2 separate regions of the Gossypium hirsutum genome follow, and region 1 is linked to region 2. A link is a contact called in public Hi-C data. All regions are on one chromosome and are shown on one strand. Each heading gives the region's core, a stretch centred on a gene start, on an enhancer-like site or on the middle of the called end of the contact. The rest is flanking DNA. Distances are from core to core; before and after follow the strand shown.

Evidence for each region. Hi-C and Micro-C count contacts between places; a contact is called where the count stands out from the background.
Region 1: a contact with region 2 is called in a Hi-C map of leaf, with 2.6 times the contacts expected there. The contact joins the promoter of LOC107920890 here to the promoter of LOC107937451 in region 2. A contact is called at or near these places in 6 of 34 Hi-C or Micro-C datasets (callus and leaf).

The regions. Positions count from the first base shown.
Region 1 is chrD08:3,716,374-3,721,154 of Gossypium_hirsutum_v2.1, reverse strand. LOC107920890 (40S ribosomal protein S13) reads left to right here and starts at 3,329. Exons shown (of 5, transcript XM_016850710.2): 1 at 3,329-3,552; 2 at 3,667-3,739; 3 at 4,641-4,779. The coding sequence starts at 3,530.
Region 2 is chrD08:3,558,655-3,563,439 of Gossypium_hirsutum_v2.1, reverse strand. It overlaps LOC107937451 (autophagy-related protein 8f), which reads right to left and starts at 2,910. Exons shown (of 6, transcript XM_016870334.2): 1 at 2,737-2,910; 2 at 2,543-2,593; 3 at 2,392-2,447; 4 at 1,225-1,277; 5 at 1,017-1,135; 6 at 411-687. The coding sequence starts at 2,579. The coding sequence ends at 599.

The sequences.
Region 1 (4,781 bases), core at 2,080-4,579, 160 kb before region 2:
TATTCATCGCCGAAATAGGGTATGAGATATTACCAAATTTTACCGAATAAATTTTTCGTTATTACGAGTTAAATACTATTCATTTATCGAAACATGTCATGACGTCCATTAGATGGGCCTCCAAAGCCCAAAACATACATTGAGACCAAACGGGATTAAATCGAAACCATAAGAAATTTTTCGCAAAATCCCAAAGTTTTTTTTTTAACTCAATATAACCCCTTTATAAATATCTAATCTTCCCTACAATTTTAAACCGATACCAATCCAACACAACCAATCAATTTCAACATATTTTCAAGATAAATTTAACGTATTCATAAGATAACCTCATCACATACCAAAACCAAAATTTGTTAGTCATACCAATGGCTAACCATATATTCATTTCACATTAACATTTATTTTACTAGTTTATACATGCCATTGATTTCCAAAATAAAGTTTCTTTATATACCGAGATCTTGAGGTTGATAGTGTGATACGTCTCTGACCGAATCCGACCTTCGAGCTCTTAACACTACAAAACAGGGGAAAAAGAAACAGGGTAAGCACTTTGTGCTTAGTAAGTTCATGTAACAAGAATTATACTTACCTAATATTTTCAATACAATGCAATAAACATTCATACACCCATTCAATACATTATTCCCCTATCATGCACAAACTCAACATTCAAATTAGTCCAATAATTTCCATGTATCAATAATATATACCATGATTTCCATTTCCTTGTTATTTTTCCATATTTATCCTGTTGAATTTCTCGAAATTTCGATGGATTTTCAGGGGTACACTTTAGTGTACAAATCCGGGTCCGTCAATTCATATTCATGTACGCGCACTTTCCATTTCAGAGAGCACACTCTCGCGAACCTCATCCTTGCAACGGGATTACCAGTCCAGGCTAAATCCCCTGTAATATAAACTCATAGAGTATTATCGGGATTACCAGTCCAGGCTAAATTCAGACCCTAGTTCGGATTACCCGTCCGGGCTAAATCCATTTTCCACATATTCTTCGGGAGGTCTATATCAGGATAGGATCACCCGTCTGGGCTAGATCCTTTTTACCGTCAAATTCTTTTTAGAGATCCATCGAATTTTCCTTCCATTCAACCGGGATTTCTTCCCCTTTTTATAAAATATATCAATGTTTCATACAATGAACATTCAAATCATATTCACATCAATAACAAACATTTCAAGCATTTAAGAATATAATTCAAGTTACACGAACTTACCTCGATACTTGTTCGTAAACAAAAATCTACTAATCCCGAACTTTTTCTTTTCCTCGATCTAGCTTCGTATTTGAATTTTCTGGATCTAAATAAGTAAATTTAATCATTAATCTAATACATTTCATGTTCATATGTAACATTCTCTATAATTCCATTATTATTTTTAGTGCATTCAAAGCTGTCTCATTGAGTCATAGTCACTAAATTATTTATATCTTGAGCTACGGAACTCCAAATTAAGATCCGATAATTTTCCCCGAAACTAGGCTCACATATCTTCTTACCATAAAATTTTCAGAATTTTTGGTTTAGCCAATAAGTACAGTTTATTCTTTAAAGTTCCCCTGTTTCACTGTTTGACAGTTCCGACCCCTCTTCACTAAAAATTAATTATATCATTATACATAATTCGAATGATGTTCTCGTTTATTTCTTTTGAAAATATACTCATTAAGGATTTTAAAAATATAAATTTAAGCCCCTAATTAATTTTTCTTCAATTTTTGATGATTTTTCAAAGTCAAAACAGGGGAACCCAAATTCATTCTGATCTTGTCTCACAAAACCTATTATATCTCATGATTTAAAATTTCATTGCTTACACCGTTTATTTTTTAAGAAACTAGAATTAATAATATTTAATTTCATATTTTATTCATCCTCTAATTCGATCTCTAAAATTTTTGGTGATTTCTTAAAGTTAGACTACTGCTGCTGTCCAAAACTATTTTGGTGCATGATGTTAATTACCATTTTTCTCCTAAGCTTTCAATAAATGATAATTTCATCCCTGCTCAATTAACCTCTCAATTGAGCTTATTTTTCTCAATTAACACTTTATTCTATCACTTTAAACTACTTTATAACCTTTGGAATAAGAATTTTAGCACTAGACTTTAATTCCAAACTTTTTCACTATTAGGTCTTACAAATCAATTTCTATTGAAATTACCTAATAAAATCATATCATAAACAAATTAAAGCTTCAATTTCATGCTATTTCATCATAAAATTCTAGCACATATTCATGGAAACTTTCAATTTCATTCATAAAATAAAAAACTAATGAATTTAGTAATAGGACCTAGTTGTAAAAGTCTTAGAAACACAAAAATTACAAGAAAAAGGCAAGGATTAACTCACTTGGTGCAAAAATTATGAAGTACCAGCTTGAATAAACCCCTAGGATGTTTTTTTACTGATGATAATGAAGAAAATATGAAGAGAATTCTAGATATTCCAATTTGGTCCTATTTTTATGTTAGTAAAATTTGTTATTTTCCCATTTTACCTTTATTTCACCAATTCTCCTGATTTTTCTCAGCTTGTGCCTCCCAAAATATCTCCTTTTGGGCTTATTTGTAATTTATGTCCCTTCTCATTTAACAATTGAGCTATTTAATCCTTCTAGTAACTTTTACACTTTTTTCAATTTAGTCCTTTTTACTTAATTGACTACCCAAACATTAAAATTTTCTACCGAAATTTTAATACCATATTACTAACATTTCATAAATATTTATAAAAATATTTTTGACTTGTTTTTACGAGATCGAGGTCTCGATACCTTGTTTTTACCCAATTTCTTCAATAATTTCTTTTTCTAACTAACCACTAAATCAGTAAAATTCTTCTATCTATATTTTCATATGATTTTCCTATCATATCAATATTCATGCAAAAATATTAAAATAAATTTATCTTTAAATCAGATTTGTGGCTACGAAACTACTGTTCCAATAACCTTGAATTCAGGCTATTACAATAAGTATCAGCCGATTGAGTTTTAGCTTGATTAGTATGGACATTGTTGTCAATGTAGGAGGACGTGGATTCGAGCGCGCTGAAGCACATTATCCTTCTATTTATGGGTTGGGGATGGGCTATGAGTAATTCTAGGTATCATGTAAAAAAAGAGCAGATATGATCAGAACCTATATTGAGATTATTAAAAAAAAGTACAGGTACCATATTCAAATATACCCTATAATTTAGGGGCTATTAATGTTATTATTCCGTTATTTTCAAACCAAACGTTTCTTAACCGCATTTAAATTCGGCCTTCTCAAATTCACTGGCAAGGCCTGATCCAATATATACAATAAACAATACTAGAAAACTAGACCACCAAAGGGGAAAAAAGGGCCCAATAAATCACTAGCAAAGGACCAGAGGAGAATAAGAACCCTAGCCCCCATCCTTAATTTTGATCCTAGGGTTTCTTTGCTCATTGCAAATTACACTATCAGAAGCAATCAATCAGCCGAGCTCGAAACTCTGTCACCATGGGTCGTATGCACAGCCGAGGGTTTGTATTTTCCTCTCACACTTGATTTCATTATCCTCTGAAAACAAACCTATGATTACGTTGGTCGAATCTCTTCTATCTGCTTTGTCACTGATTTGAGTTTTTCTTTTGCAGTAAGGGTATTTCAGCATCCGCTTTGCCTTACAAGAGAACTCCTCCTAGTTGGTTGAAGATCTCTTCCCAAGATGTGAGTCACTTTGGTTTTTATCGTGCCTTTAATTTTATATACGATTTTTAAAACCTATTTGGTTTAGATTAGTGGTTGAAACGTACCTTATTATTTTTTGATTAATGGATATTTCATTGATTAAGTATTGGTCATGATCGAGAATATCGTAAGATGTGATGCAATTCCTCGATGGTTACTATTTAAGTTTGATAGTGCATTTAGTCCTTTTGTTACTCGGATTTAGCTGTGATATTAGATACGGATGTGGGTTTGAAATGGCTATATTCAAAATCTATGGCCGAAGCTATGTTGGGCATTGGTATTATTAGACGCAGAACTTCAAGGAAAGTGAAGAATTAGAGTAAGGTGGCTTTTAGTTGTTTTTTTGATTTTTTTGATTTTCATATTTCTCAAATGTGGAGTCATAATGGTCTTTGGACCTTATTTGTTGGTAGTTTCAGGCCTTACCGCTCGTTCATTTTGTGAATAAACCTCAAGTTGTCTTGACTTTCGATCATAAATTTTACCACTGAAGTGATGGGAGGTTTTTGTAGTAACTAATTGATATTTCCTCAGGCTCAGACTATTGCTTGTAGTTTTCCATTTAACATTCTAAATGCTCTCTTTCCCGGGTTTTACATTATGTTAATTCGATTCTTTATTTTCCTTGAAGTACTCTTGTTCAACACCTATTTGGCCATGAATGTGAAGGTATGATCCTCCAAATATATGGAAAATTTTAAAAAAAGTAAGCATATCACATACCCATATCGACACTTACTCTCAAATCCGAGTAACATAGGTTTTACATTGATGCGATGTGGAGTTGAAAAAAGTACCCTACTTTAGTTTATTCTGTCCATATGAAAAGTTTACTATTTTTTTGACAATATTCATTGATCTTGATTTGATCTTTTAGGTTGAGGAGAACATTTACAAGTTTGCAAAGAAGGGTTTGACTCCATCTCAAATTGGTGTCATTCTCCGTGATTCTCATGGCATTGCTCAGGTGAAGAGTGTTACTGGCAGCAAGATTTTGCGAATATTGAAAGCCCATGGT
Region 2 (4,785 bases), core at 1,661-4,160:
GATTAATCAAAAACTATCAAATGAAATTAATTTATTGTTGACTAAAATCAATTAAAAATATAATACTCCTACCACAAGTAAGGTAGTATTGAATATGTATGAGTAAATGCTCTCTCAAGTTATTCATTTGATGATTTAGCTCAAATTTACTGTATCACTGTATTCAAACCCCACGAGATACACTACACATCGTGAAGCTCTGATAAAGCAGTGAATCAAATCAACAACATGAAGTTATGAACCAACAAATATACATACATCTACCATCATCTAAATCACAAAATTTTATTTGGAGATTTCTGTATCTACTCCTTGGTAAGTTGAAATTTCAGATCTGATACTTTATTTTCTCCATTAGTGACTTTTTTTTTTTTGTTGCATGAAAACTGACAATGCCAAGTTCAGGAATATAACACACAAGAATTTTAAATTGCTCATTGGTCTCACATTTTAGTCTGCTGACAAGCTATATACAGAGAAACTATACATGTAAATACAGAAAGATCATACATACTATGCAATAATGCCACAATTATCAATTATTTAAAGCGCGGGACAACATTAACATGGAAATTAATTAAGGTCAATGCATGATGTACTAACCAAATGTATTTTCCCCACTGTATGTAACATACAGAAATCCATCTTCATCCTTCTTTTCATCATAGATGGTTGACATAATTGCTCCTGCAAATTTATATCAATTTGTAAAAAGAAAAAAAAATGACAGTGTAGCATTTAACATTGAATAGAAAAAAGAAGACGATGAAAAAATGTCCCAGAACTTTAAGTAAGCCCCTAAGCTTTTATTATACTAAAACTTTTATCCTTTGATTTGAGCCCTTAATATTTAAATAAAATATCGCCTTGAGTTAAAGGCTTGTTTTAGGTATACATCAAATGTTAATATCTTATTTGGGTAATAAATATGAGAGGGTTACTTAAATATAGTTATAAAACTTAAGAGTTCTTTTTACATTTTTTTAAGCCAAGAAAGAACTAGCATAGGAAAATACCAGTTGGAGGGAGGACATTGTCCACAAATAAGAAGATAGCCTTTTCAGCACTCAATTTGATTCTTTTTCGGATCACATAGACAAATTGACCCACTGTCAAGTCAGCTGGTACTAAGTATCTGTAAATTATATAATCAATGTCATCACCAGTGTCTAATAAATTAATAATATGGAGATGTTGAGCACTAGGCATGAAATTGTTGCTTACTTCTTCTTGTCAATGTTAGGGATGTCGTTTCCTTTCGTCTTCTCCACAATCACCTAATGAGCAAATATCAATATAAGAAAGATTGGGGTCAGAAAGCATAAGCTTTTCTTTTGCACCATGCAAGGAGATGGACCAAACATGCATAAACCAATTCAAGCAGCCTCCATTTAACCTTATATGCTTTTAATATAAAGATTAGTAATTTATTCCAGGATTAAGATATTGAGCGCTCTAAACTTTTAACTGCTCGAGTTTCATGCTTTTCTTGTTCCTCCTTAAAGGGCCTTTTTCTCCTCCTCAGCAGGGAGGCATAGAGTATCTGAAGGGAATTTAATCTTTATTGAGATTTTAAATTATTCAATGCCTCATAATTAGCTGTTCTAATTTAGCCATGCCCTAAATAGCAAAAGTTTTCCTTTTCACCAGCTTAAAACAGGCACAGGTTTTCCCGAAACAAAAAGTTGTTACATGATATCGTTCTATTCATTCAATCATGTCTAGAAAGTAACGACAATCCAACCAATACAAATATTCAACTATTGCTTGAAATCCTCAAGCCATTTCTCACGAACATACATTAAAAACAAAGCAAATTACTGATATTAACGCGACATGTATTACTATGCTGCAATCACAACACAATAAGTATCACACGATGTTAATAGATGCATGCCTTAACCATGGTCCAATAGCAAACAAAGGGACTGCAATCCTGTCTACACAGTAATGACAGTATTGCCAATTCATCTGTCAAATAATTGCTTAAAATCCTTGAGCCAGATCCCATGAACATACATCAAACAAAGCATATTACTGACATGACACAATAGGTATCATTACCGTTACGCTGCAAGCACAACATCGTAGGTAGCCTAGGTGCACACACGCCTTAACAACACAGTGGAATATTACACTACAAAGTCAAGGAAATGCAAGCCAGACTAGTCCAACCCCTAAAGTTGGTATATGGAAATTGTCATTTGATCTAAAATATGGAACATAAACTGATACCTAACAGAAATTCTCAACAAAATTTAAAAGTTAAAAACACATGGCACTACATAAACCAAGGACAAACAAGCGATAGAACAATCAAAATTGCTATTTTAACATCAGAAAAAAAAATTAAAAATAATAAAACAGATATAGTTAATGATTGATTCTTACTGGAATTCTATCTGGGTATTTTACCCTAATTCTTGCAGCCTCAGCGCGCCTTTTCTCTAAACATCAAGAAGCCATAAATTAACAAAGCCAACCAAAAAATAGCTAAATCAATAACAAAAACTAATACTAATACACAAATATCAGTAAATACCAAAGTCATGCTCGATCTTGAAGCTACTTTTAGCCATTGTGCTGAGTATCTCTGCACAATAAGCAAATACACAATTTCAACAAATAGACATGAAAAAGAAGAAAGAAAAAGATTTATTTTTTCAAAAAACCTAGATCTTAAATTCAAAATCGAGACAACAAAATTTTAAAATCTCAACATACGAACATACGAACCGTTATTCGATTTTGAAGAATCCAGATACAAAAAATAAAAAATAATAATAATCTTTTTTTTTCAAATTTTCTTTTCAGCTGAATGAAAACTAAAATCGATAAATCAAGAGACTTAGAAGTAAACAACAAGAACACGAAAACTAAGAGACTGAATTGAAGAGATCCAGACTTGCTAAGCTATTATTGTCTTTAAATATTAAAAATAAATATGAATAAATAAAAGTGAAAAGACGATAATAGGTTTGGGCCTTCTGGCTTCTCCTGCGGTTCCTTTTATGTGATTAGACTCGGGTCGGGCCATGTGAGTCGGGTCTTCAACAAGGACTTCAATGATTACGGTTGCAAATGATAAATTCGGAAAAATTTCAATCCTCCATGTTTATATTTTTTTTTGTCGATTTAGCTTTTATTTTTTTAACAAAATCGAACTCTTAACTTCTCAAAAATTAGTCAAATTTTTTTAACGGAAATGATGACTAAAATATTAAATTATAACATTAACCATACACATGACAGTTCATATGCATATCATGTTAACATAACATTATTTATCTTATATGCCGCGTCACAAATAATTTAAAAATTATAAAAATATAATATTAAAAATATAAAAAATTCAAAAAAACAACAACATAGAGTACACCTAAATTGTCATGTAAATTATCATGTTTAAAATTTTAACATTTTAATTAGTATTATCGAAAAAATCATTTTAATTCCTTTTTAAAAGTTTGATTGTTAAATTTAACTCTTTTTTAAAGGTTAGGATCAAATTTAACTAAAAAAACTAAATTGATAAAATATGAATTAATAACATTTTTTTCTTAAATTGAAAAAGCTAACCTTTAAATAAGTATTAATTTTGAACGGTTATTATTTTTTTTAAATTGGAATATTTAAATATTTGTATTTAATTTATTATAATCTATACTTAACTTATAACATCAAATTCAACCAAAGATGATTGCTTAACTTTACGAATTTGATATATATTTTTGAAAACGATATTTATATTAAAAAAATTATATATATAAACTAGTTTAATGGCACGGGTGAAAAAAAATATGTAAAAAAATAAATTTATAATAAATTTACTTTAAAATATTAATTGAATGGTTAAATTAAAAGTTTAAATTATATTATAGTATTATTTTATTAAAAATGAAAAGACAGAAAATGTCATTATATTAATATTTGTTATTTCATATTTAAGCATAATGATTTATTCAACCTTTCAATTTTATAAAAAAATCATTTTAGTCATCTATATAATTTTTCGTTTGTTTTAAACTTTGAACACACGGCGTTTTAACTGCAAGAACTTCTTCTGCAATTCATGCTTGTGTTTATTTTTAATCAAATCACCTCAAAATAGATGAAAATGTTGGCAAACATTAACTTTACTGACGTGAACATAAACATAGATAGCTATATGAATCCCACATAATTAATTAATTATTTTTTAATTTTTTTAAAAAACTTTATAAGATAGATTTTTTATTTTTTACAAAAGTTTTAAATAATTTTAATAATGTTCTATTTTTTTGGAATTTTTCATGATTTTTTAAAAATTTAATTAATTGCTAATGTGATATCCACATGGTAATCTACATATATGTTCACATTAGCAAAGTTTAATTTTTCTATTCATTTTAGGGTGATTTGACAAAAAAATACAAATTCAATAATTAAAAGAGATAAAAAAAATTATATGAATAGCTAAAAAAAAATTTTTATAAAACTAAATGACTAAATAAATCATTATGCCTAAAAATATATATTTTAATAATTTTCGATACAATAGTTTAATATATCTATAGATATATAGAAATAAAGATAGGGTTTGGTTGGGTATATTATTGCTTGCAAGAGTTAAAAGAGATGAGTGTTTCGTACGGAAATGGAAATGTAGAACGTAACAATAATAATAGATCAAGATTTAATGAATTTAAAATAAAAATATTAAGCACTCATTCACATTCGAACAGTAAACTATTAAAATAATCATTTTTGTTTACTTTAAGTTATATTTTAGTAACTTATATTTAA